2 separate regions of the Macaca mulatta genome follow, and region 1 is linked to region 2. The links are chromatin contacts, called in public Hi-C maps. All regions are on one chromosome and are shown on one strand. Each heading gives the region's core, a stretch centred on a gene start, on an enhancer-like site or on the middle of the called end of the contact. The rest is flanking DNA. Distances are from core to core; before and after follow the strand shown.

Region 1 (6,276 bases), core at 2,291-4,790, 270 kb after region 2:
TGATAAAGGCATAAATATTTTTCTCTTTTCAAACTGTATTTTATGCAGAAGGGCTCTTTATAGTATAAAATGCAATTTGAAAAATCAAAATGGAATTAGACAATCTCTAATGAAATAAAGCTAGTTAACTTTTAATAAATAAAGCCAAAAATTTTCAATGACCAAGAAAATAATTTTATCATAATAATAACGATTGGCTAACGAAAAAGTGTTCACTTCATGTATTTTGAACTGACAATATAGACCTTTAAGCTAAAGTCCAGAAAAATAACAGAAATTCGAGTCCTCTCTCCTGTCATTGAGCACAGCATGCAAATGGAGGGATTACTTATTGGAGAGGTAACACACTCTGTGTTAGCTCAGTCATGCTATGGATTCTTCCTTAGCAGCTAGTCCATCTGAGACAAATTTGGCAGAAATATATGCAGTATTTGTACTGTGCTGTTTGAATCACTGGAATCCCATGTCATATCTGCAAACTGAGACTTTAGACTATAATTGGGCATGAGTCTTCAGTGTGGAAATCTAAGCTACTCAGCAATTTTTAACTTTATTTAGGGAGAGCTAAACTTTTTATTTTTATATTAATCTACATACCTACAAAGTGTCTTAAGAGTTACTTTATAAAACAATGCAAAAGCAAATTTATCAATTAATTCCTATATCCTTGCTGTCTAGGTATTTTCACTACTGGAACCACTCAAGAGGTATATATTACAGACCCCAGAGATGAATTCCTATCAGATTATTTTTCTTCCATCCATTTCAAACCCACTTGCCATGAATTTGTCATATTTAAAGCTTCTAAACAGTTTTCAGGCTATTCCACAAACCACTCAATACCCTCAACTTCAGCTTCCCAACATCAGCCAATGCTAATTTAACTTTGTATGTACATCATATATTTCAAGAGTAACTCAATCCATTAAAGTAATATATATTGGGTAGTAACTGTGTACAAACTATGTACTTTCTAAAAATAAGGCCTAAAATCTATTATTTGAGTTCCTCCCAAAGACTGTTATATTTATGCAAGTTTCAAGAATTCATAATTCTCATTGAATTAAAAATAAGGACTAAGTACACTTTTATTATTACTATACGAGAGATCTAACCCTGACAGGAAGTAAGTCCATAGATTCTGAATTTCAATGATATTACATCTATTATTGTCTTCATGAAGGTATTAATCTCCAAATATATGAAGTTTTTTAAATTAGGTCAATGTTGATAAATACATAAATTAATTATATTTGAGATACTCATTCGGTGGAAATATTTCTAAATCATACTTGTTAGACATTTTTCCATCCCAGTAAATTTCACTCATATGTATATATTTGTGTGTACAGGAAGATACTTTTCCCTAAAAGACAAAGATTTAAGAGACATTCTGGGTAATATTCTGTAGATCATTTTTTGTGGCCTGATTCAGAGAAAGTATTTATTGTCTATCTTTTTTTTTTTTTAATGCACATCTCTTTTCTCAAGAGGTTCCTTTTACAGGTTTTCGCCAATTATTAAGGTGATTAGCATCTGTAGTTTTTTCCAATCTCCCATTAGCTATTGATGATATTAAAAATAAACATCTTAACCTTGTCAAGTTTAAATTTAAAACTTTAAATAGCCAAGAGCCAGGTTGCAGTTAAAATTCTCCTGTTAGCTTGTTTTCCCAGGGCCAGTGACGATTAAAAGAAACTCAGAGAAAACACGAAATCTGTCAGACAGCTACTTAGTGACAGAATTAAATGAATATTGTTAGGTAAGTGTTTTAATAACGCAGCATTTTCGAAGCATTTTCTGAAGATTATTTCTAATTGGCCCTGTCATAAAGTGGTAGCAAACTGCTTTAAAACAGTAATCAGATCGAAAGTAGTTGAGGAAGACTATGATAGGAAGTTGTTAATAATGCTTCGAAATTTACCTGTGAAATAGAGCGTGACTACTTTTGTAAAAGTGGAATTGAAAGTAAACGGCCTCTGTAATGCAAATCGACCAGTAGCAGGAAAGCCACTACCTTTGGAGTCCCACGACTTCACCTGAGCTTGCAATAGACCTTGCAATAGACCCCTTTGGTTCATGGAATGAAAACTGTTTTGACATGTTGGCCAGTGCCCTTCGGTGTCACTGAAGCTCAGCCCGAGGACGGCGGTGCGTCCGTGTGCACCGGGAGGCCTGGGACCCCGTCCCTGGGCGCGTGCCTACACAACAGCAGGACCGCCCGCGGCCTCCCGGGACCAGTGACCGTCACCCGCAGTAAGGATCGGGGCGGATCCCTCTTTCCAAGACCTCTTTCCAAGACCCTCTTTCCTAGCCTCACCCGAGGGCCGCAGAGCCGGACCTGCGCCGGGCGAGTTGGATTTAGCCCAGTTAGAGTTAAGATGGTATCATTAGCTGCGCACAGCGTGACTTCCCGCTAATCCTCTCTGCAACTTACAACAAGTTTAAATGTCCATGCATGATGTTATTAACTGGCTTTAGTAAGTGCTTAAGACCCAGATCTCTTTTTAAAGTAATCTCTGAACAAGTTCTACTGTATCCACCCAACAAGGAGATTAATATTTCCAGTAAATCTGATGATGGGGTAAGATGCGCCCTGAGCTCCTAATGGGCAATGGGGGTAGAAGTGGGAGTTGCCCCAGGGAAGGGCCCAGAGCGGCAAGCGCTCACCAACGCCTGCCACCAAACAAAACTTCCCCGCCCCCGCCCCACCCCTGAGCTTCCCCGCAGGGAGACCCTTTCCGTTAGCAGCTTTTCACTAAGTTAATAACGGTGTGTGTGTGGTGGTGGCGGGGAGGGAGGAGTTGGGAGTTACACAATATCTTTATCAATGATATTGATCACGTCCAGGGAAGAAGCCTGGGCAAAACTAGAAACACCGAGTGTCAGCAAAAGAAAGCCCTCTTAACCCAAGTTGCGTGCCGCCTGAGGAAGGGGCCCTGTGGGAGGGGGTGGCCGCTGGGAGATGCCTGCCTCTAACCGACGTCCAGGAGTGACTAAACCTCGACGCCACCCCCATTCACAAGCTCAACTCAGGGATTCCCAAGCAACTGCAGACCGGAGGTGGCGCAGAGGGAGTGACCAAGGTCGCTGATTAGGGGCCGAGAGGCAGGAAAATAATAATTTAAAACAAAAAACAAAAGCAGAATAGCCTTCGCAGACGCAGCTCGGCGTGCCAGGCAAAGGACAGGCTGACGACCCGCCCCTGCCGAGTCCAGCAGCGCGGCGCCGCGTCCAGCAGCCTCCAACGCGCCATGCGCGGGCGCGGGAACTTGAGCTAGCGCGAACTTGAGCCGCCTCCCAGCCTGCTACCCGGGCCGTAGCGCGCCCCCGGCCTCCCAGTCGCGCGCCAACCCGGGAGCGCGCGCGCCGGCGCACCAGCTCCGTCAGCCAGAGCAGCCCGTCTCCCGGGAAACACCAATCAGACGCCCGCTTTCAGGCGAGGGCCGCGAGCCGCAGCAGCTGCAGGAGGACTCGGGCAGTTGGCGGTCACCGGGAGGCGTCGTCCTGCCCCGCGGCGGGCCAGCCGCCTTCGCTGCTGCCACTGCCTAGCCTAACCGCTTCTGCAGCCAGTCACAGAGTCGGCTGTCTCCTCTGTGCACCGCCCACGCCAAGTACCTTGCAAGGCGGCTGCTAAGCCTGGCTATTTTTAGATCTCCAGAATGCGCTGTGCCCGCGCTCAGCTAAAACCGAGTCAAACCATCAAGCATAGTGATGTGCTGCTCTTGGAACAAATATGGCTCAAAACTCCGTATTTCCCTGAATAAAGTCGATTATCTGCGCTTTTTAAAAGCCCTACCCCCTGTGGTCTGGCAGTTGGCTGAAAAGCGGAAAGCCACATGCTCCCACCTCAAACATGGTCATCACCTTTCTAAGGAAGTGCACTAACTCTCGCAGCCCTGATTGAGGGCAGATAAATATTCCTTAACATCAATCACAACTATATACTTTCCATTTCCATTCACCACCTTAGAATTAATTCCACAAATAAGTCGAACAGTTCCCAGAAGGGGTGAAATGGGTTCTCTGAGCAAATAGGAATAGAGGGTTCTGCTGATTTCTGTACTAGGTTGTTTAAGTTGTGCTAAGAAACCGATGAGCAGAAAAACAGGGTAACAAAGCCATCCATTAAAATCCAGAGACATTGAGGAACTGCCTTACATGCCCCATTGCTGTAGGACCTGTTTAACTATCTCGAAGTAGTCATGTTAAAACAATCGACCCAGCATTATAGATATCTTTTTACTCAATAACTGATTCTAATTAGTTCTCAGTCTTGAAGAACACCTTGTCCTGTGTCGCCCATCTCACCACTGCCACCCCCAGCTCCCACTAAATGCAACATATTATAGTGTGTTTTACTTAACTGTAGCACATTAGGGAGGAAAGGGTATCGATATTCTGAAACCACAGTGACATTTCCAGATGTATAGATTCATGGGAAAGAACTAGATACAAAGACAGTTACATACTGTCATTCATTTTCTAGCCACATTGGAAAATAAAACCTTTGGCTTCATCTCTCCATTTTTAAAAAGTCAAAATTCCTAAAATGCTAAAATATCTCAAAATATTTATATGTATTCATCTATATATCTTACTTATAATTTAAATGGTTTCTTAATTTTCATCAGGCTACACAAAATCAAATTAGAATTTTATATTTTTCCAAATAAGAAAATTGTTTTAATTTTAAAAATAAACACAAAGAACTCTCGTGGTGGAAAATTTACCGATCAAGGTGACCTAAAGAAAAGTCACTTTGGAAAATATTCCATTTTGAATGTAAATAATGCATTTGTCTCATTATTATGCATAATGGTAACTTCATTAAGGGATTGATACTAGTGAATATACCCATTCATATTCAGCAAGGACACTGAAGAAGTCTTCCTGTATCTTTTTTTTTTTTAACCTTTATCCAATTTTCATTTTTGTTGTTGTTTTGTATGACTGTGTTTATTCTATATCCTTTATTATTTGATTAGTGAGTGACTTTTCCATGTTAATTTTCTGGTATAATAAAGTAGGGTAAAGAAAATAAATGGGTTCTATCTTTATATTTACTTTTACAGGTATCATTTTATCGCCCTATTTCTAAGTATTTCATGAAAAGATTCTAGATGTCAAAACCTGCAGTTAACGTTCCTGTTTAGAAATACGCAAAATAATACCTTTGACGTTGGCAACTCAGATGTATTATTCAGCAAAACAGCAATTACTCATTGTTTTGCACTTACATGTTAAGAACTATGAGACACTTGGTGACACAATAACAAAATTGCAAAGTCAATTACATTTAAAATAGACATCCTAGTAAAACATACACAACCAATTCCATTTGCTTTTTCTGAACTGTTTTGTTTCCTTTTTCTAACTGTTTACAGTTAAATAGATTTTGTGAATGTTAAACCAAAAGATAACTGATTTACACACATCATGAGGGGGAAAAAAGTTAGAAAGTAGGGGGAGGGGCATAACATAAAAAGGAAGTGTATTCCTGGGGACACCAGAATCCACCTAGGGAGGTGCCAGAATATTCTTAAATATTTTTGGAAATGATGTTCTTTTGCAATGTCAATCACAGTGGCAAACTGAAAGAGCAGTGTACCACAATTTAAAGCAAAATTTAAGCTAGATTCACACTAACAATTCTATGCAGGACTCAAGTAATAAAACCCAAGTACAGCCCATTTATATTTAAGAATAGAGAGCTTCAGGTGGGACTGGGTGTTTGTTTTATTGTATTTTAATTGCACAAGCAGTATTTTTGTAATTTGAACTTGCCAGTAATGAATTCCACCTCTCATCCCAGCCTGAAGCCTGAACTGAATTTCCCATCAGAAAATTAAAATGTTTCTCTGGATAAAATAACTTCTAAATGAACTCTCTATTACTTTTCGTTTCTTTTTGTATTTTCTGCAATGTAGCTCCTCGCAATGATATTAGTTCTAGTGTGGGAAAATATTATAATTGAGATTTGGTAAGTTATTTGCAGACTTTTCTTTACAGTTTTTCTTTACACTGTGCTGACATTTAGTACAGCCCTGGTGAGGAAAACAATACTACCATTCATAGCTCTAGACGTAGATTTCAATCGACTTAAGCGGGCACAATGAAACTTGGTCATTCACTGGTTACCCATATTGTGTTCTCAAATTTTCTCTCAGCAAAAGTATAATGACTCAGTATTGTATGGTTGCATAGACAAGGGCTCGGAACAAGAGACACTAGTTTTGTCTGACGGTGTGAGAAAGTCGTGAAGGGATCTTTTCT
Region 2 (6,679 bases), core at 340-2,839:
AGAAAGGAAAAGTATGAAGTCACTAATTACATTTTTAAAAATTAAAAATAAAAGGATACAATCTCTTAAACTTATTTTCTCTTTCTTTTCCACGTGAGCATTTTAAGGCATCTCCAAAGCATATCTGAGTGTTTCTGGATTGCTTTGGTTGTGGTTTTCTGTGTAATTGGTGCTCTGTCTTTGTGCGAGTTGAGACTGTGTGTTGCTTCTTTCTGGAACAGCCATTTCTCGCTTGTGCCCCGTTTTGGTTGGTGTGTTTGTCTCTCAGCCTCCTGAAGTTGGATAAAGGCAGGATGTAGTGCCTGAAGTATTTTCTTTGATTTTTCTTTAGTTAGAGTAGTCCCTGATGGGGGTTGGGAGATTTCTTCACTCACTTGGGTTCCTAATCTAGAATCTCAAAACTGCTGGGAGGTGGGAGACCAATTTCTATTTACAGCATCAAGGAAAAGATTATTAAACCTCCCAAATCAGAAGTACAAACATAGATTTACACTTAATAAAACAAGACAAAACAAACAGCCCAGCTTCTTTCCCCAAATTTTTTTTTTTTGGAATTAAAAAAAGATTAAAATATAGGTTTACTGCCCAATTTTAATATCTAAGCAATGCCCAGAGGTGACATGTTAAAACAGAAAATAAAATAAATGTATCTGTGGTTATATTATATGGTAATCCTAAAGTCTGAATTTTCCTTTTTTAAAAAAAAAAGGAATCTGACAGTTTTAATTTCAACATTGTGGAAGTTTTTAGATTATAAATATTTTTGCCAATAATCTGTGTATTATTCATTTTAATCGTGTCCCTTTTGGTTTATTCGGTTTTGTAAGTAGTGATTTCCATTTTCTCAGTGTTTTAAACCAAAGTATTTTAAAAATATTAATTGATAGTTATTATAAATTTGTGGGTAAGTATGGCTGGTTTCTTTTATAAAGAGCCAAAACTATGAAGTTGTTCATATATAAATATCACAATTTCAACTTTCGTAAGGTGTTTAGAGTAAAAAAATTATGGCTTTAAGCACAAGAAAGAAAAAATACACAATTTGCCTTTTTTCAATGCTTTTGCTTAACATTTTTTTCATTAGGTTTTTTCCTCATTAGAATTTATGATCCATGTCGATCATTACACTTTCACGTCTCTGATTTCTGTTAAATTTTCTGACAGAGGCTAATAAATATAAGGGAGCAAAAAGGCCTATTTGCTTTCATCTAAGGTGCTGAATATTTTCAGGTTGTTTGTATTTGCATTGAAATCTTTTCCATGTTCTTAATTTAAATTATTACAATTTGATTGAAATTAATTCTATTTGGAGCTAAGATGTAACAGGGTTTTTTTTTTTTTTTTTTTTTTTAAGGAATTAAACAATGTGATTTTGCTAAATTATAACGTTTTCTTTGGCTTGAGCCATCTAACACCCTCTCCAACATGGCACAGTTTGGGCTTCATATTTGTGGAACAAGAATGGTTGGGGGGAGAAGGATGTATATTTGGAATGGTGTTTGACAGGGAGAATGAACGCAGACACCAGAACAATTATATTACAATCCCGTTGGGAATGCCAGCACCAAATTTAGCCAGACTGATGGGGTACTGTCTAGACGGTCCCTTTTGTGTATCAGCTGTTTTTTCCCTGCTTTATTGCACTGCCTGAATGTGTGAGTTGAACATGCATATGGATCCCAAGCATAACCATTCCTGCAACTATACATTGCTATTAAACTTCTCTCATTTGGCTAGGAATCAAAGGTTGTGTATTCCTACTATATTCCTTTACAATATTTTGTAATTAAAATGCAGCTTCCAGATTAGTGGCTTAACAAAGGTCATAAGACAAAGTAGAAGGTGCCTACGCTCTTTCTTTACATGAAGAAAATGTACAAATGTACTAGGTAAACATTTCTATCTTCTCAAATATGTCCACCTCTTTTCTATAGAAGTAAAAAGAAACCAGAAGGAAAGGAATTAAAACAATGAGAGGAAAGAGGCACAGTACATGTAAATTACCACCTTTCTTTTTGAAAAGGGCAAAGGATAGAAAGAAAGAATATTTAATGTTTACAGTGTAATTAACGGCAGTGTGTGCTTTTCCTTTTTTTTTTTTTCTTTTCTCCTCTTTATTTGGTAAACCAAATGGAGTTCAGTAATCAGTTCTTGTGAAGTCTTAGAATGGATTTTCAAACTCTTTTAAATACACGCTTACACAATTGCTTTTGTGTTGTTGAGCATATAGGAAATCCTAGAGACATTTCAGATCTAGGCAACTGTCAGGATTTTGTTTTGTTTGTCAAGATGGTGCAGGAAGGGTAGGGCTTACTTATATATGAATACAGTATCCACATAAAACATTCATTGTTCAAAGGAGCAGAAATGTACCCCTAAATAGGAAGCGCACTCCACGGGTGATGGGTACTAAGGTTGGATGCCTTTGCTAACAACCAAGAATTTGAAACGAACTCAAATTCATTATTACAATTAGAAAGTAAGAAACAGAATAATGCATTAATATTAATGAATGTAGGTATCAGATCCGCCTCTTTCTGTAAAAGGTTTATCAGCAACTTTTGTCTACAGTCACCAAAAATTGAAAGGTATGAGAAATTGGAATTCCACAGGATGTAAGTCATTATAAATAAAATTATTGTCTTGTAGTAGGTTCCAAAATGAATCCACTGTTTCAGGAAACAGGACCCCACATTTCACAGCACAAATAACTTTTGTTAATATGTACACACAAACTTTGTTTGGAAAAGGAATTCGACTTTCCATTTGCTGAAATTGTTTTCCCTTAGCAAAGAGAAGAGCCAAAAGTTTTACCGTAAAGAAAAAAAATCAAGGTTAAAAGTGATAAAAAAAATTTGTATAGTTATATCCTTCTTTCATGCATTAAATTTTGTCTGACTAAATGGTAAAATTTAGATTTTTTAAATAATAATTTTCTATGCTTTTCTGCTGAAATTTAATAACTACCATGTACTATGGACAACGAAGATTTTATTCATCTTTTGAGGACTAGATATTGAAGAGAGGTCTGTAAGAAAGAGAAAGTAAATTGTATTCCCAATTTTACTGAACAGGATAAAACAAGCAGTGATCTATTTTTTGGTTTGAAGCATTATATCAGCAAATCAACAATCATAAAATATGACCAGTGACACAGGATTGGGAAAATTCCCTGACTGAAAGAGGGGAGGAGATTGAACAAATGACATTAAACATGGAGACCTTGAGTAGGCACTTGTAGGCACTGGTATTAGCAATCTCTGAGGCCTAACTTTGGTACTATTAAGAAAAAATATAACCAAAGGCAGGGGCAGACAGCAAAAGAAACCAAGACTGAGAAATAGAGAAAGCAAGAGGAAAATGGTGGTGGGTGGGTGGGTTGGGGGTGGGTGGCATGCAGGGGTAGTGAGAGAGAAAGCAAGAAAAGGGGAGCAGAGAATGAATATTCTAAGCATTGTTTTAATCTAAAACAGAGACGCTTCCAGGAGAATGAATTTCAATGGAGCTGAGCCAAAAATAATTATAGAGATTTTCTTGTTTTGTTTTGTGAATGAAGAGCATCTCTTTTCTCTGGAGATGCGAGAGTGAGAAAGAGCCAGAGCCAAGAGATTGAAGTGATGCCCCTCTGCCCCTTTACTTCCACGCACCACAGTGGCAGACCTTTCTTTCTTCCCTTTTCCAAAAGCTATTGGCACCGAATTGTGCTAGGAAGAGAGGGACGTGGCAGCAGCCCTCAAACCTTAGCTGGATTTTCTATTCTAACAATAGCTTGTTTACTTGATAAGGCTGAAGTATTGAAATTGGAAGCAAGATTGGTGGTGGTGGGGGGCGGGTGGGTAGGGATACATAGTTTGGGTTCTAGAAATAAAATTGAGCTATTTACAGCTAAGAATATTCCCCTATTTGAGATACTTGAAACTTCCTTTGGGGTTTGTTTTACCAATTATATTTGTTTCCTTGTTTTTCATCATCAATAGCAAGCTACTAAAGGAAATAAAGTATTCTCTCAATTTTCCTCCATTTTCTCTGTGATGTAAAATCTTCATCTTGGAACCTTTTTTACAGGGAAAAATTGTCATTTGTTAAAATAGCTTGAGCTATGACTGAATTGTTGTGAAAGCAATATAATATACTCTTCATGAAAGCAGGAATAAAAGGCTTTATACTAATATGAAATACACAGGATTGGAGGAGAAACCCACTAACATTAATAGACTTTTGTGACAGAGTAATCATAAACAACTCAGAATTAATACCTAAAGACTATTAATTTTCTTAAGTTAAATTGACTTACATAAAAATCACACCAGTAAGTACTGTCAGAACCTGGATATTCTCTCCAAATCTCTTATTTTAGGTGTTATGTTGTGTTAAAGACCCTGTTGTCATTTTTATCATTCAGACATATTAATTCTACAAGTAGGCTTAAGGTATCACTTTTGTCTTTGTGTTGCCTGAGTTTTTTTTTTTTTTTAAAGCAATATATTTCAGAAACTTAAGAACCAGTTCTTTTCCTCTACATCATATTTTACAACTTGTAAAAATTAACATTTATTCTTATAAATATTTGACCTGCTAAGTTTTAACAGTTTAGTGACCCAGTAGAAGAACAGCATAGAGAGTTGTAAATTTAATGGCTTAACACCAAAACGACCTTGATATGAATTAAAAACAAGAAAAAGTATTTATGCTATATTTGTAGCCAAGATTATGGATAGGCTTAAGGATAAACTTCTCAGAAAGTAGCAAAACTAGATATATTTTCCTTTAAAAGTTTTACAGCTGAAAATTGTTTTTCTGTCAAAGAACTATTAACATATATAGTAGTTAGCAGTAAAGATATATGATTTTATTACGTAGATACTTTTTTTATTTTTTAAAGATGAAAAATGTCTTCATGTACGTGGGACTTTATTTAGGGATTTCCAAACATGTTTTAAATGTCACTGTGAATATATTGTGTAAATCTGTGAATATGAGCTTTATGAATCCACATTTAATTTAATTAATCATATTGATTCACTTGACATTTTTCTCCTCCTGAATCCCTCCTCCCCGCTTTTTTTCATCTCTCTATTAAAAGCATTTCTTTCACAGTAGTCGACTAATTTTTGAAGTAGATTTTACAAAATAGAACTGACAATGGTTTTTGAAGAACTTTTAAAAGCATTCAACTTATATTTTTTTTTTTTGGAGTTGTTAAATGAGTATTTAAGAATTCAAAGTACTTAATTACACTAATCTTAACATTATATTTAAAAACCCAATCCCCCTAATGAGTAGATCTACTTTTTAAAGAGAACAATTATTAATAATCACTATGCTGTATGCCAAAATAAATGTATGAAATTAGCAACAAATATTTATTTTTCCAAGTTTTTAAAGAAAACATTACCATTTTAAAAATAAAATAGCTTGCAAAATAGCAACAGATTTAATAATTTTTTTATTCAAAATCTCAGTAGATACAATTTCAGAATTTGTGGTTGGTTATGCTGTATCATTTAAATTGCCAAGAGAAAATGTTAGTCTGCTAAAACATTTAGAATATGATACATAATAATTTGTTATTAATGACAATGTAATATATCACACTAACATGTGTATTTACTATCAAGCTCTACAACTGATTAGAAAATGAGGCGATAAAGGTAGATTTACAATGAATAAATGTCCCAAAGATATTAATGATAATAACTAAGCAAAAATGAATACAGATCCTTTGGTATGTGCACCAGGGTTTCTATATTTCACAAGAATATACAGATATATGTATACAGGTATGTGCAATATAGATAGATTTGTCATTATTTTAACATTGATCGTCATATAATAAAATGGATATTTAAAGGTTCTATCTTGACCAATTCCTTTCTACACCCAAATTACTAAACCAGTTTTAGAGTTTAGTAACTCAAATTACTAAACGCAGAAAAGTTGCATTTCACTTGAAAGCAACCATGGAAATTGCACCAAAGGTAGTCTTATTTGTTTGCTCTTTTCATTTTGTAGTGGTATGGAGTCCAGTATATGGCTGTAGGGAGGAGGAAGTAGCAAGAAGCAATGAAAGGATTAGGATGGAAACTTCCTCGAGCTTCACGGGCTTGTTTGCTGGCCACAGATGCCATTATGGTATATAGATAAGATATGCTTAATATTAAGACTTTAAAAAGAGCCTCCACACTCCTGAAAATTCTGAGGCAAAGCTGAGCCTCTTTCTTTAGACCGTATACTTCATTCCCGTTGGCCCAGGAAGCCTGGCTAAAGATAGTCTCATCCAGCTCACACGCTTGGGTTTTGTCATTTCATGTCATAACCTCCACATTCCTTAAATGTAGTTTAAAAATGTGTTAAACGGAAATGCTGATATAAGCCTAAATGCAGCTGTACTTGCTGTTTCTGCTCTAACTTCATTCATGGTAGTGGATTTAGTTAAAAGGGCCCAGAACAACCATGCTTAACAGTAAGGAAGCAAAATCCTCTTGGCTTCAATGAGGGTTAGGTGTACGTAAGAGCAAAATGAACATTAGATATTTGCGACAAATACCTTCTGTGGAAATGTACACATTTCATTGATGTCCTCTCTAATGTATAGAAAAATATGCCACATTATGAATAAAGCCCTGTTTGCTTTTTTCCTATATTAAATGCTATTATATGTATCTTGAACATATGGAAT

Evidence for each region. A called contact is a pair of places that touch in the nucleus more often than the background predicts.
Region 1: a contact with region 2 is called in a Hi-C map of fetal cortical plate, with 5 times the contacts expected there. The contact joins two enhancer-like sites. A contact is called at or near these places in 2 of 14 Hi-C or Micro-C datasets (fetal cortex germinal zone and fetal cortical plate).

The regions. Positions count from the first base shown.
Region 1 is chr6:95,084,096-95,090,371 of T2T-MMU8v2.0, forward strand. No RefSeq gene overlaps it. Among named protein-coding and RNA genes, the nearest start is that of MIR9-2, 6.1 kb to the right of the region's middle. Within about 2 kb of position 3,541, at least 17 of the 40 cell types and tissues checked have an H3K27ac peak or open chromatin away from gene starts, as enhancers often do. A contact at or near this core is called in fetal cortical plate, where this site is marked.
Region 2 is chr6:94,820,387-94,827,065 of T2T-MMU8v2.0, forward strand. The region is part of intron 1 of LOC106998839 (a long non-coding RNA gene); the gene reads left to right. Among named protein-coding and RNA genes, the nearest start is that of TMEM161B, 140 kb to the left of the region's middle. Within about 2 kb of position 1,590, at least 8 of the 40 cell types and tissues checked have an H3K27ac peak or open chromatin away from gene starts, as enhancers often do. A contact at or near this core is called in fetal cortical plate, where this site is marked.